Regions from separate parts of the Mus musculus genome. Here all the other regions are linked to region 2. A link is a contact called in public HiChIP or PLAC-seq and Micro-C data. All regions are on one chromosome and are shown on one strand. Each heading gives the region's core, a stretch centred on a gene start, on an enhancer-like site or on the middle of the called end of the contact. The rest is flanking DNA. Distances are from core to core; before and after follow the strand shown. Region 1 overlaps Gm34213 (a long non-coding RNA gene). Region 2 holds the start of Aqp7 (aquaporin 7). Region 3 holds the start of Dcaf12 (DDB1 and CUL4 associated factor 12).

Region 1 (4,409 bases), core at 1,341-3,840, 270 kb after region 2:
CCTCTGACTTTCAGACATCCTCCTGCCTCTGCCTTCCTGAGCGCTGGGATTAAAGGCATGCACCCCCACCCCCACCCAGCAATTCAATATTTTCTGAAATTTGTATTTGTGTGTGTGTGTGTGTGTGTGTGTGTGTGTGTGTGTGTGCATGTACTCACAGAGGTCAGAGAGCAACTCTCTGGAGCCTCCCTTCTTCCATCATGTGAGCCCAAAGCATAGAAGTAGTATTGTCAGGAAAGTGGCAAGCATCTTTGCCAGCTGAGCCATCACTTTGGCACTTAAAATTTTAAGCTTTACCTAATCTTTGAACCTGCTTATAAATTACATCCTTTGAAAAATGTAACTTGGGGCTGGAACGATGGCTCAGCAGGTAAGAGCGCGACTGGTCTCTAATGAGATCTGGCGCCCTCTTCTGGTGTGTCTCAAGACAGCTACCGTGTACTTATGTATAATAATAAATAAATCTTTGGGCCAGAGTGAGTGGGGCTGACCGGAGTGAGCAGAGGTCCTGAATTCAAATTCCCAACCACATGATGGCTCAGAACCATTAGTACAGCTACAGTGTACTCATATACATTAAATAAATAAATAAATCTTTTTTAAAAAGAAAAGAAAAAAAAAAAAAAAGAAAAATGTAACTTGAAACGCTACAAGACTGGACCGGGGATCCAGCTCAGTTGCCAGAGGGCTTGCCTAGCATGCAGTCTGGGTTCAGTCCCAAGCACTGCCTGCCCCGGGGTGGGAGAGCTTCTCTGTAGTTCCGGCACTCAGGAGGAGGGTGAGGCTGGGGGATGAGGAGTTTAACATTATCTGTGGTTCCATAGCATTTTGAGTCCAGCCTGAGATACACACGATGGTGTTTCCAATAAAGGAAAAAGCCACAAGACACATGTATTAGCTATGCTTGAGAGACTCAAGCCCCCTCCCCATCTCTTTTTCTGCCTGTACTTCAGATTTAAGTCCATACTGTCCTAATTTTTTATCTCTTTTTAATAAATCCAACTTTGCTTCATACTGACTCATTCTGAAAATCTCTACGGTAAAAAACCAAACCACCCAACAAACAAAAACAATCCAACAAAATAAAACTCAACCAAAACTGTTGGCATTCCTTCTACGCTCTGCCCAACAGTTACCTAGCAACAGCCAGGTAGGCCTGACTCACTATAAAAGGGACAGTTTGGCTTCCCTTCACTCCCTCTGATTCTCTGACTCTCTTTTCTCTCTTACCTCCCACACCTTCTCTCTTCCCCCTCCCTCCCTCTCCCCTTCTCCCTCTCCTTTGTCTCCTCTCCTTCTCTGTCTCCTCCCTCTCTCTGCCTCTACTCCCTTCTCAACTCCCCTTCCCATGTCCCCAAATAATCTCTATTCTATACTAGACCCATGGGCCTGCTGAGGTATCCTCTCCCACCGCACCATTCCTCGCTCTACAAAACATATCCCTGACTCTACAAAACACATCCTAGTCTTTACAAAACACATAAAAAACCAACCCAGTTTCATTTGAGTTGAGGCTGCAGAAGAACTCAATAGGCGTGGACTATGTGTCTCCCCACTGCTGCTGACAATGAGCTTGCCAGAGGACTTCCCCAAACCTACCATGGCAATTGGAGAAACGGAGACTTTGGGCAGGATAGTGGGAATGAGGGCAGAATCTCCCCTCATCTAGCCAAAGGAAAAGGAGAAATCTGAAATGTGTAGACTGAGAACTAATTTTGTGCCCCAGAGCTCCTTGAGATTGTAAGAAAATAATTTGGGAAAGGAGGGCCAAAGATGCCATTTAAAAGACAGCTCTGGGAAATCCCTGTAGAGAAAGTACAGGAAGCTGCTGTGCTCGGGTGCCCTGGTTTTGTTTGTTCAGATCCCAGATCAAAGGATAGCAGAGGGAAGCCTCAGGAAGCCACAAATGCCAGCAAGTCAGTGGTGGGGTAACAACCCTCACATTCCAGTCCCAGCCTGTGGCAAGAACCTTTTCATGTGGCTTTAGTATCACAGAGGCTGAGTGGGCCAGTGGGCCACACATTGTGTTTTGGGGGAGGGGGGGCTAAGACAAGGGAGAAGGTCATGGGATGACCAACCAGCCACCACCTGCAGACACAGGAACAGCGTGCAAGCTCATTGGTGAGAGCTGGGATTGTTAACAAGGACAGTGTTCCCTTACTCCAGACTGACCAGTTTAGACCTCGTTTGAACCTACAGTGCTCATTTCCTCTTTGTGTTAAGAAATAGAAACTGAGGCCGGGCAGTGGTGGCACATGCCTTTAATCCCAGCACTTGGGAGGCAGAGGCAGGTGGATTTCTGAGTTCGAGGCCAGCCTGGTCTACAGAGTGAGTTCCAGGACAGTCAGGGCTACACAGAGAAACCCTGTCTCGTAAAACAAACAAACGAACAAAAAAAAAGAAGAAGAAATAGAAACTGCAGGAAGACTTTGACAGCATCTTAAAAATTGAAAACAATTATGTCTTAAAACCACGTACAGGTGTGTGTTAATTGAATGAAAATGGCTCTCACATGTTCATAGGGAGTGTGACTTTATTTGAAAAGATTAGGAGGCGTGGTCTTGTTGGAGGAAGTGTGCCCGGGGGGATGGGCTTTGAGGGTTCAGAAGCTCAAGCTGGGCTCATGACTCACAGTCTCTTGCTGCTGCCTGCTAATCCAGATGTAGAACTCTCAGCTACCTCTCCAGCACCATGTCTGTCCACATGCTGGCATGCTTCCTGCTATGACAAATAATACACTAAACTTCCGAACCTGTAAGCCAGCCCCAATTAAATATTTTCCTTTATAAGGTTTGCCATGGTCATGGTGTCTCTTCATAGCACCAAAAACCCTTAGACATGTGGATATGAATGTAGGTGCCCAGGAGGTCGGAGGCATCAGATCTCCTGAGGCCTGATGGTTACAGATGGTTGCGAGTTGCTATGTGGGAGCTGGCAATCACACCTGGGTCCTCTGGAAGAGCCACGGGTGCTTGTAAGTGCTGAGCTATCTCCACAGCTTTAAATGATAACTATGGCACATTCTTTTTCAGTGCTAGATGTGCCAGATATGGTTAACATGTTTTACATGTAATAATAATTCATTTGATCCTCAGAAAACTTATTTCATTTTTAATTTTTCAGACAGTTGCCCTGGCTATCCTAGAACTCACAGCACAAGACCAGGTTGGCCTCAAACTCCCAGAGACCTGCCTGCCTCTGACTCCTGAGCACTGGGATTAAAGGCCTGCACCCCCACCACCTGACTCTCAGGAATGATGAGAGCTCCTAACAGCACACCCTGGAATTCCCAGTTCAGCCGCTCTCAGTGCTGCAGCTCACAGGCAAGCAGTGGTGCATAGTGACTGGTTAGGTTCCTTCGGAAGCAAGAGCCTCCTGGAAGGCAGACGATGGGAGGAAGGTAATCAGAGGGTACAAATAGGACTAGCAGAAAGAGATAGAAGGGACCAAACTCCAAGAATAGGCACTGGGGAGCGGAGGGGGTGGGGGGGCTGGGCAGGAGAAGAAAAACAAAATCGACAACAAACTCCACTGAAAACTGCGGCATCTCCCGCAAATCTCCCGCAAAGGAATCCAGGCAGAAGGGATAAACCGCACTGGGGCGTGGTTGCTCGTGATCTTGCGCCTGTCATTTGGGTCTTGCTCTGCAGACCCTTAGGACCACCGGGCTCCAGCGCAACTATGAACTTGGAGCGGGTATCCAATGAGGAGAAGTTGAACCTGTGCCGGAAGTACTATCTTGGTGGATTTGCGTTCCTGCCTTTTCTTTGGTTAGTCAACATTTTCTGGTTCTTCAGAGAGGCGTTCCTCGCCCCAGCCTACACAGAGCAGAGCCAAATCAAAGGCTATGTTTGGCGCTCAGCTGTGGGCTTCCTCTTCTGGGTGATCATTCTCGCCACCTGGATCACCATCTTCCAGATCTACCGGCCCCGCTGGGGCGCTCTTGGGGACTACCTCTCCTTCACCATTCCCCTGGGCACTCCCTAACAACTTCATAAGCTGCTGATCTGTTCTTTCTCCCAGGATGAAGGCTTCTCTGCTCTAGGCTTTCCCTCAGACCCTGAAGACATCTGTTTCTCATTTCCCATCTGCCCCAATAAAGGACCCTAACTTAAAAAAAAAAAAAAAAAAAAAAAAAAAAAAAAAAAAAAAAGAATAGGCACTGGGGGTTGGGCTTTGGTTTGGCTGGTATGGGTTTTTCTGAGACAGAGTCTCACTATGCAGCTGCCCTAAGACTCTCTCTGTAGACCAGGATCACAGAGATCCACCCGAGCGCTGGAATTTAAGTTGTGCAGTGCTAGCAGAGGAGCTCTTCCAGGCCTGGAAAGTGAAGTTCCCTAGAGTTCACTAGGTTCCGGTGTTTTGGGCAGCAAGGAGGAGCCAAGGCTCGCCCTCAGATATGCCTCTAT
Region 2 (4,403 bases), core at 925-3,424:
AAATTTATGTCATCCTTGTGCAGGGACCACACTAGACTTCTCTGTGTTTGTTCCAATTTCGGAATATGTGCTGCCAAGGGGAGTGAGCACCTCTTTCTTTTTAAAATTTATTTATTTTTTCAAGATTAGAATTTCTTTGTGGAGCTCTGACTGTCCTGAAACTCACTTTGTGGACCAGATTGGCCTCAAACTCAGAGATCCACCTGCTTCTGCCTCCCAAGTGCTGGGCTTAAAGGTGTGCAACCACCATAGCCCAGCCAGTGAACCGCTCTGCCCATTCTTTTAGTTTTTTGTTGGTTTCTTCTTCTTCTTCTTCTTCTTCTTCTTCTTCTTCTTCTTCTTCTTCTTCTTCTTCTTCTCTTCTTTTTTTGAGACAGGGTTTCTCTGTGTAGCCCTGGCTGTCCTGGAACTCACTCTGTAGACCAGGCTGGAACTTAGAAATTCTCTTGCCTCTGCCTCCTAAGTGCTGGAATTAAAGGCGTGCACCACCATGCCCGGCGTCCATTCTTTTAATACGGTGCTCTCATACTGGGCAAACTTTTTATAAACTAAGCTACTTTTCTTTTTTAAATATTTATTTATTTATTTATTTATTTATTTATTTATTACAAGTACACTGTAGCTGTTTTCAGACACACCAGAAGAGGGCATCAGATCTCATTACAGATGGTTGTGAGCTACCATGTGGTTGTTGGGACTTGAACTCAGGACCTCTGGAAGAGCAGTCAGTGCTCTTAACCTCTGAGCCACCTCTCCAGCCCCTAAGCTACTTTTCTTAAGTCTGCCCATACTGGCGACTCCCTGAAATTGTTTAGTGACAGCAATAGTGGTTTCACTTGAATGGAGGTGTGTGTGTGTGGGGTGTGTGTGTGTGTGTGTGTGTGTGTGTGTGTGTGAGAACAGGCCTCTGCAGGGTGGTGGCCACGCCTTTCAAGCTCAGTGCTCCAGAGGCAGAGAGGCAGCTCCAGAGGCTGGCCTCTGACTTTGAGGCCAGGGTTCTTTACAAAGTGAGTTCCAGGGACAGCTAGGACTAAACAAAGAAACAAACCAACAAAAACCCTACCTTGAAATAAAATAAAGCTGGGGTTTCATATAGCCATAGCCCAGGCTGTCTAGTCTAAACTTACTATGTAGTGGAGAATGACCTTGAACTCCCGGTTGTAGGCATGTGACTCTCGTCTCTGAGTCAGACTCTGACTGTAGAGCATTGTCTGGCCTGGGACTCACTCTGTAGACCAGTCTGACCTCATTTCCCCTGCTTTCCAATGGTGGGATTTCTGTGTAGTGATGGCCTGAGTTTTCTAGGCAGTTCAGGCTATGCTCAAACTTGTATTCCTCTTGTCTCTGCCTCATGGGTGCAGGCTACAGACACCCTGTTCAGTGATCTCTAGAAGACAGTCTCACTCCCATACAAGGCTTTTGGACAACCACATCTTATAACTTCTCCCATCGAGGTACTGTGTGCGTCTCCCTGGGCTTCCTGCCTATCACCCACCTCTCGATGACAGGCACCCACCCTCATGCTTTGGCACTGCAGCCCCTGCTGACACGTGCATGCCTGCCTGTTCTTCCTGGCCCCACCGGGCCCCTGAACCCAGACAAACCATTTGGCTGCAGGTGGTCTTCAGCTCCCTCTGACCTCACCCCCATAGTTGAGATCCCACGGCTGCCTTGAGCCAACAGCCCCGTGCTGGGCTAGCCTGGTTTTTCTCATAGAGCCTTGGGCATACTTTTCCTAAGATAGGCAGTGTCCAGAAGACAGGACCTGGAATGGGGGCCGCAGGAAACCAGGTCTGGCTTTTTTCCTCTTCTCCCAGATGGGGACCCCTGAGGAGAGGGCCTAACTCTCCTCCCTCTGCTTCAGGTGGAGGGCTCTCTGAGGACTGACCCAGAATTGTTTTTCCAGTCCTTCCACCTCTTCCACCTTTCTGTTACTTTCTGGAAACTTCTATGTACATCTCCATCTACACAGCTTTCTCTATAGCCTGGGTCTCAGGAACCTCTGTGGCCTTCTGCAGGCTACCTCTGGCTCTGGTCTTAGAGATAAGCCAGACACTTGGCATGTAGTACTGGCCTTTCCTCTGGGACTATGAGGCCCAGAATTCACACCTGGAACTCCACCTCTGACCTCACAAGGGCTGCCTCAGAACTCAGTCTCCATGGTGCTACTGGTAAGAACAGAGATGCTATTTTGGGCAGTGTGTATGGACTTGGCTTAAGTGGCATGGGCCAAACCCCTGCCCTACTGACCTCTCCCCTGGAGAAGCACAACAGAACTCACAGCCACCCTGGGGAGGGCCCAGAGGCAGGCTCAAGTGAGGACTCGGAGACCGCAGAGCTACAGTTCAGTTGCAGCTTGAGTCTGCCTCCCTGATAGAGAAACGGAATCAAGACCAGCTGTGAGACGGAGGCTGAAAGACACAGAGCACTTCAGAGAGTGAGCGGGGCTGCGGGTAGTCTGGGACAGGGGAGCCTCCTTGGGGCAAGCCCAGCAGGGGGTGTTTGGGAAAGAAAGTTCACCAGGAGTTGGAGTATGACTCTCTGTCCTGGTTCAGCCCTGTGTGGCCGTGTGACACGGACAGATTGGCTGTCACTTGGATGTGGCAGGATCATAGCTGCTGAGTGGAGCAGAGGGTGGGAGGGTGCATTGGGCTGCACCGTGGAGGGAGGAGAGGAGAGCAAACAGACTGGGCAGAAGTGAGGCAGGTCAGAGATGGGTCTGCTGATGGCATCTTCCTCAGGCACTTTAAGGTTAGGGATATAAATTGATGCTTCATCCAGAGAAAATCGGGTAGCGCCTGTCTGGGGGCAACTGTCAGGAGTTACCCTGGCAGTCTAAGAGGAGGATGGACTAGAGGGTAAGTTTCAGAGAGGTGGGAGAGTCAACTTTAGCACAACGTTAGTTATCCAAAGCTAAGTAGATGGCAGACTTGGGGAGGCCAAGAGGGCTTTTGAGGAGCCCCGGTCTTGAGGTCCAGGTTTCTGGGGTAGCATGAGTAGAGGGGGGGGGTAGGACACTTTCACATTGCTTGAGGCATTCTCACCTTCCTCCCTCTTCCCTCCTCCCTCCAGCTTGCCTGGGTTTGGGATAGCGCTGTCCTGATTGCTTCTCTCCAAGTTCTGAATCTCTCACTCAGCCCTAGGTGGTTCCTCTCCAGTACCACAGAGTCTAAAACTCAGAAAACAATGGCCGATATCAGGTTAAGGGACGCTCTGAAGATCTGGATTGAGGATACAGGGCTGGTGAGCAGGCTCTGTCTGCCCCGTGTAAATGGCAACTAGCTGACCCAAATCCATCGCCTTTGACTCTTGGTGATGACAGAGTCTGCACTAGTCAGGGTCCTGATCTCTTTACCTCCTCAAGCCTCCGCTCCAAGTCTTGCTCTCCCGGCTCTCCAGCCGTGCGCTGTCCTCAGTTGCTTTCTGTACACATGCTCAGACTCCCTCAACAGTTCTTCCCTTTTCCCGGAGCTCTCTCCCTATATTTACCCACATGGCTACTCCTTCAGCCTTTCCATTCATTTCCAAAGAGGCCCCTCAGTCAGGCTTCCCGAGACAACTGTACTTCCGGTCCCACTCCCTGTGCAGTGGCAGCTGATGCATTCCTAGTGCCCTTCTAGACCTCTGTAGTCCTCACTGCCCTCTCAGGCAAGCATGCCTATCCAACTCATTGCTGAGTGCCACGAGAATACAGATGCTCGCCCTTTGTGCCCTCTCACTGGACCCAGCGGCTCCCTCTGCATTGGCAACCTTGCTCTTTCAGCCATGTCTCCCTTCTTGGCTTTAGACCTACTTCATAAGACCAGCAACTCGACGCCGGGTGAAAATTACCATCTCCGCACTGCACCTCCAGCCTCTCTCGTCTTCCTGTGGGTCTCAGCTCAGACAGGGGTCCCCTTCTCCTCGGCTCCAGCCAGAAGTCAAGGGTAACGTCCTTAATGTTCCCTCTCCGCCATGGCTCTCATCTAGGCACTAATACCTTAAATACCTAGGCTTTGTGTCTCCCCACCCCTCTTTCCCCAAGGCCCACCTAGCCACACCTGTCCTGTTCCTCTTCATCCCCGAGACCCAGCACCTTCCCCAGACGCCAGCACTGTACCACCTAACGAACACCGGTGTCTAAAACTCATTTTTTCATCTGTCTATCCATCAAACAAAGCTTTTATTGAACAAAAGTTTATCAAGTGTCAGACTCCTTAGGAAGGCTTTGGCGTCAATCTGGTTAGGATAGAGAAATAGATTGCCCAGTTCTTGGTAGGTTATTCAACCAGTGATCGCGCACATCTGTGGGCCTGGCACTGAGGGTCCTGGGGAGGTGAGACCCTGTCTCTCCTTTTCTCCTCCTCATTGCTCCTTCACCCACTCACTTCCAAGCACCTCTCTGCTGGCCTGGTTGTAGAAGC
Region 3 (4,556 bases), core at 650-3,149, 270 kb before region 2:
ACTCTTGTCCAGTGAACGACTGGGTCATCTAGAGCATTGTGAGGCAAGACAGAACCAGAACAGACTCAGAAAGGGAGGGCTGCCACAGTCCTGCCCGCTCACAATGTGTTAATCTCCGAAGACACAAGCCTAATCAGGAAAGATGGGGCTGCCTCTCCCAAGGTAGTATTAGGGGTTAGTTGCAGTGCTGATCTGGGGTGGTGGCACATCATTTCAACCTGGAAAACAAATCAAATCTTCTTGTAGGCAGAACGGCAGATGGGCCAACACAGTTCCCTGGAGGTATGAGGCCTGAAGCTGAAGGGACCAGCAGGTAACTGGGCACCACAGCCTGAGGCCAGTCAGTCTCAAGCAAGAACATCCTGCTTCCTCCAAGGGTTTCTTTGCCTGAGGAAAGTGGAAGCTGGCACTCACATTCCTTCAGGATCTTCGGAAAATGGAGGCAAGGGTGATCCCGCTTTGTTTGGTGACTGGTGCCAGTCCAAACCGGACATGCCAAAAATGACCACTCTCTTTTCTGTGGTTCAAGATTTCACTCCTTAATGGAGATCAAGGCTGGGCTCCGAGAGAAAGGCAGGCAATGGCATGAATTACAGCGATGGGTCTATTTGCTGAAGCACAAGGACAGTGTGACTTTGACCTTGCAGACCTAAAAAGGGTGGCATTTTATGAAAGAAAGTGACTTATTAGATGTGGTTGCACACACCTTTAACTCAGCTCTGGGGAGGCAGAGGCATGTGGAGCTCTATAACTTTTGAGGCCAGATTGATTTATATAACATGCTGCGTTCCAGACCAGCCAAGACTATACACTGAAACCCTGTCTCAAAAAAAAAAGGAAAGAAAGAAAAGGAATAAATAAAAGAAGGGGAAAAGTGACTTGAGGTTTAGACAGGAGTCAAAATAGACAGGGAGCTGGAGAGTAAAGAAGTGGAGAATGGAATCTGGGGACTCCGTATGTGTGGGGAGACCTGTGCCAACAGGCATGTGAGGCAGCCTGCGTTAGCTCTGGTACTTTGATGTGGCAAAAATCTGACCATACTGCTGCCTTCCTACCCTGAATCCATCTTGAAGGAGTGTGATGTGGGGTTCTCTGCCTTCCTTAAAGTGTCTAATCTTTTGTGCCCATTGACAGTTTGTGAGAATGTTGGGGGAAAGTGCTAAATGTGAGGCTACTAGTTACAGGATTAAGAAACGTCTTCTGAGGTATAAGGAAGGGTCAGAACCTGGGCCCTAGCAGCCTTAACTCATTCTCAACAGGCCAACTAAAAGACAAAGTGTAAGGGGAAACTTGAAGAAAGGTGTTAACTCGGTCTCATTGGAAAGAACAACGACGGGACATTCTCTTATCCTAGTCCATCTTAGGGGCTGACGTGTGGTTTGTTTAGGCTTAAAGGCAACAGCTATGCTTAAGTAAGCAGTCGTCGGCAAGGTGTGGTCGCATCCATCATCTGTTCGCCCAGTTTCTCTGGGAAGGTAGTCTGACAAGTTTTCCCAACTGTGATCTATCTTTCCTGGAGTCAAGTTCCTCTATTGGCTGGCATCTGTGCCCTTGTCCTTTCCTTCTCCCAGGAAAACTGCAATTTCTTAGAGTCCAGTGTTTTAATAGTCTGATTGCAATCTGGCAATCAGGGTGTCTAGAATATCTTTAATCCTACCATGATGGTTACAGGTTCAAGATTGGTCCCGCAGCCAGGCAGCTCATGCTTACTTCCGCATGCCAGAGGATGAGCTGGCTGAGGTCGGAAATGTCCCGACAGAAGGCTGGATTCCTTTGGCCACAGCTTAACCGCCATTGGCAAGAGGCAAGCGGAAGTTCTCCGAGGACATCAATTCTCCTTGCTGCGCTTAAGTCCCGCCCTGCTGGTCTGGGCGGTGTCTCCGTGGCGACGTGCTGCTATGTGCGGCTGCGCAGGAGTGACGGGGCGCGGGCGAGTGGGAGGGGGGTGTTTTGGTTCTCGCCGCTCGCCGTCCTTTCCAGACACGGCGGTAGGAAAGCTGCTTGTTCCTGCTTTTCCTTCCCCTTCCCTTCCCCTTCCCCTTTCCCAACCCGGATTTTCCCTTCTTCCATTTACGCGCCTCATTTTGATCGACTGCTGCCCGGGATCCGAGCCATTTTCCGGGCCGGGCGCTCGAAAGCGCGCGGCCCCAGGGCCCGGTTCATGACCCGTCGCCCTGCCGCCCCTTGCCTTCTCCGCCTCATGTGGCTGCGGGGCCACGGCGGCGCTGCCCACTATGGCCCGGAAAGCAGTTAGCAGGAAGCGGAAAGCGTCTGCCTCGCCAGGAGCCGGGAGCGACGCTCAGGGCCCGCAGGTGAGGGCTCACAGGTCTGGGTCATCACCTAGCAGGGGCTTAGGGCGTTCCAGCTGGGTTCAGGAACCTGGGGCCAGGGCGGGACGAGAACCGGAGCCGGGACTGTAGAGCAGTGACCGGTCCTTCTGCAGTGTACTGGCGAGCAGGCGGGCCGGAAGGGTGAGGAGCCAAAAGAAAACTACAAAATGACGCCTTCCGCTGGAAGTCAGCAGCTAGGGATAGAGAGCTTCAGGACCTCCTCGTTCCTGGAGGGAGGAGAAAATGAAGACAAGGGGAATCGGAAGTAAGACCGACCTTCCGAAGTTACTGGGAAGGAGATTGAAGTGGACCTTCCAGTGGCACTAGGAATAAGGGCCGATGGTCTCTTATCAAGGAAACCATCTCCTAAACTGGGTGCAGGCCCCTTTGGCTCTTTAGACATCTAGAAGAAACACCAGGTGTCATCTCTATATTGCCCCCTTTGGAGAGGAAGGCCTCTTGGACTTGGGATTCCGACGCAGGTTACCCCGTTGGTATTTGATTTTTCGAATTCTAAAACTGCCCGCAGCGCAAGTCGCGCGGAGTCAGATGAGCGGCCATTGACTGTACATCCCTGGAAGATCCGAGACCCCAGTCTGGCTCTTTGAGCTATACTCTTTATGCTCTACGGGGTGCACAGGCGGAGAGGGAGAAGGGGGCTGGGTAGAAGTGCAGCCCAGGTGGGTTCTGTAATATGGACTTCATTTCGTAACTATCAAGGACACCTGGGTATATGTTATTTCTGAGCCCTCCACTTTCCTCAAAGGTTTAGTTAACTTTTTTTTGCCCTGTTTATCCATTTTCTAAGTAGTCTTCATTATGAGAGCCTTATTTCAGTGCTAGCCGAGTTAAACTGTACTTTCTGGATTACAAATCTTCTGTTAAATGTTTGATTGTGTAAATCCCGAAGGACGAATTCGTGTTGGTTCTTTTATAAAACGGTCAGACTTCTTGTCTGAAGGAAAAGTGGCCAAACCCCTGATTTCTGATGTTGGCTTTCACAGTTTGGCTGGGATCATTCGCTGCACAAAAGGAAAAGACTCCCCCCAGTGAAGAGATCCCTAGTGTACTACCTGAAGAACCGCGAAGTCAGGCTCCAGAATGAGACCAGCTACTCTCGCCTGTTACATGGTTATGCAGCACAACAGCTTCCCAGTCTCCTCAAGGAGAGAGAATTTCACCTCGGGACCCTTAATAAAGTGTTTGCTTCTCAGTGGTTGAATCATAGGCAAGTGGTGTGTGGCACGAAATGCAACACAGTAAGTATCAGGAGTGCTCTTTGTCTTCCTTTTGTTGCTGCTGCGGTTTGGTTTGGTTGAGACCAGGGTTTTTCTGTGAAGACCTGGCTGTCCTGGAACTCACTCCATAGACCAGGCTGGCCTCGAACTATCTATCTGCCTGTCTCTGCCTCCCAGAGCTCAGCGGTGTGGGCTGTGCTTCCTTTTTCTTAGGTCTGAGATGTGGGACTTGGTTTACTCTAGCACCTTTCACTGTTCGTCTTTCCCCGTTTGTTTGCCTTTTTTTTTTTTTTTTTTTTTTTGTAAGCAGAGTTGGAGTTTATTAAGAGATTTTTAATTAGAAGTGTTAGGACAAAGAAGTGCTCAAGGAATGAGTAAACTGTAGTGTGGGTCTGGGCTCTTGAGGGAAACGTGCTCCCATCAGCTTCCCTCTCTCCCTCCTCCTTCATTGGTGACCTTGTCCTCTTTTTCTGCTTCTTTTCTCACTTCTGAGTCTCCCGACCCCTTCAAATGAACATGTGTTTTAGGTCCCCTGACTCTGTATGCTGCTGCTTCTAGTGTTTTAGATAAGAGGCCTCAAAGAGAAATTGATGTCAGAGCATCATTTAGGGTACACGGTAGTGACCGTTTCATTGCTGTGTATCAGCCTTTGACATAGTTAGAAGTATTAAGCACCAAGCTGAAGGTAGAAATGAGACAAATACTTTTTCATATATTAGAATCCAAATGTAGCATTTTGGAATCTGGGGCAATAGAATTGTTACAGTTCCAAGTCAGGCAGGGCTTTATAGTTGAGACTTTGTCTCAGAACAAACAAAACTCAAAGATATGATTAGTTTCTGGGACAAATGTGTGTGTGTGTGTGCCTAGTGGCATATGGGCATTTGCAAAGAAGAGAGGAAAATTATGGACATGAGAGTAAGGGAGCAGTTTTAAAGAGAGTAAGGGTTATAAGTAATTGGAGTAGAAATCTTATCAGGAAACTATG

Evidence for each region. A called contact is a pair of places that touch in the nucleus more often than the background predicts. HiChIP or PLAC-seq counts read pairs in DNA pulled down with a chosen protein or histone mark.
Region 1: a Micro-C map of the G1E-ER4 cell line shows a contact between it and region 2, with 6 times the contacts expected there. The contact joins the enhancer-like site here to the promoter of Aqp7 in region 2. A contact is called at or near these places in 18 of 39 promoter capture datasets (the 3T3-L1 cell line, 3T3-L1-derived adipocytes, the C10 cell line and 10 more), 1 of 15 datasets of contacts at CTCF or cohesin (embryonic stem cells), 22 of 484 Hi-C or Micro-C datasets (the Ba/F3 cell line, the G1E-ER4 cell line, the HL-1 cell line and 7 more), 6 of 115 datasets of contacts at active chromatin or transcription factors (cardiomyocytes, embryonic basal ganglia, embryonic stem cells and 1 more) and 3 of 9 other capture datasets (adipose tissue, embryonic stem cells and pancreatic islet).
Region 3: an H3K27ac HiChIP or PLAC-seq map of embryonic stem cells shows a contact between it and region 2, with 5 read pairs. The contact joins the promoter of Dcaf12 here to the promoter of Aqp7 in region 2. A contact is called at or near these places in 7 of 39 promoter capture datasets (cranial neural crest, embryonic stem cells, hematopoietic stem and progenitor cells and 4 more), 1 of 484 Hi-C or Micro-C datasets (embryonic stem cells), 5 of 115 datasets of contacts at active chromatin or transcription factors (embryonic basal ganglia, embryonic stem cells, forebrain and 1 more) and 5 of 9 other capture datasets (adipose tissue, embryonic stem cells, liver and 2 more).

Annotation. Positions count from the first base shown.
Region 1 is chr4:40,774,837-40,779,245 of GRCm38.p6, reverse strand. Gm34213 (a long non-coding RNA gene) reads right to left here. Exons shown (of 3, transcript XR_390479.3): 3 at 2,470-2,718. It also overlaps the pseudogene Psenen-ps. Among named protein-coding and RNA genes, the nearest start is that of Gm34213, 4.1 kb to the right of the region's middle. Within about 2 kb of position 2,590, at least 64 of the 459 cell types and tissues checked have an H3K27ac peak or open chromatin away from gene starts, as enhancers often do. A contact at or near this core is called in the G1E-ER4 cell line, the HL-1 cell line and pancreatic cancer cells, where this site is marked.
Region 2 is chr4:41,045,907-41,050,309 of GRCm38.p6, reverse strand. Aqp7 (aquaporin 7) reads left to right here and starts at 2,174. Exons shown (of 8, transcript NM_007473.4): 1 at 2,174-2,437; 2 at 3,788-3,926. Gm25637 (a small nuclear RNA gene) reads right to left here and starts at 90; the gene lies at 1-90.
Region 3 is chr4:41,312,244-41,316,799 of GRCm38.p6, reverse strand. It overlaps Dcaf12 (DDB1 and CUL4 associated factor 12), which reads left to right and starts at 1,899. Exons shown (of 9, transcript NM_026893.3): 1 at 1,899-2,312; 2 at 3,335-3,589. The coding sequence starts at 2,235. It overlaps Gm46891 (predicted gene, 46891), which reads right to left and starts at 2,458. Exons shown (of 2, transcript NR_168697.1): 1 at 1-2,458.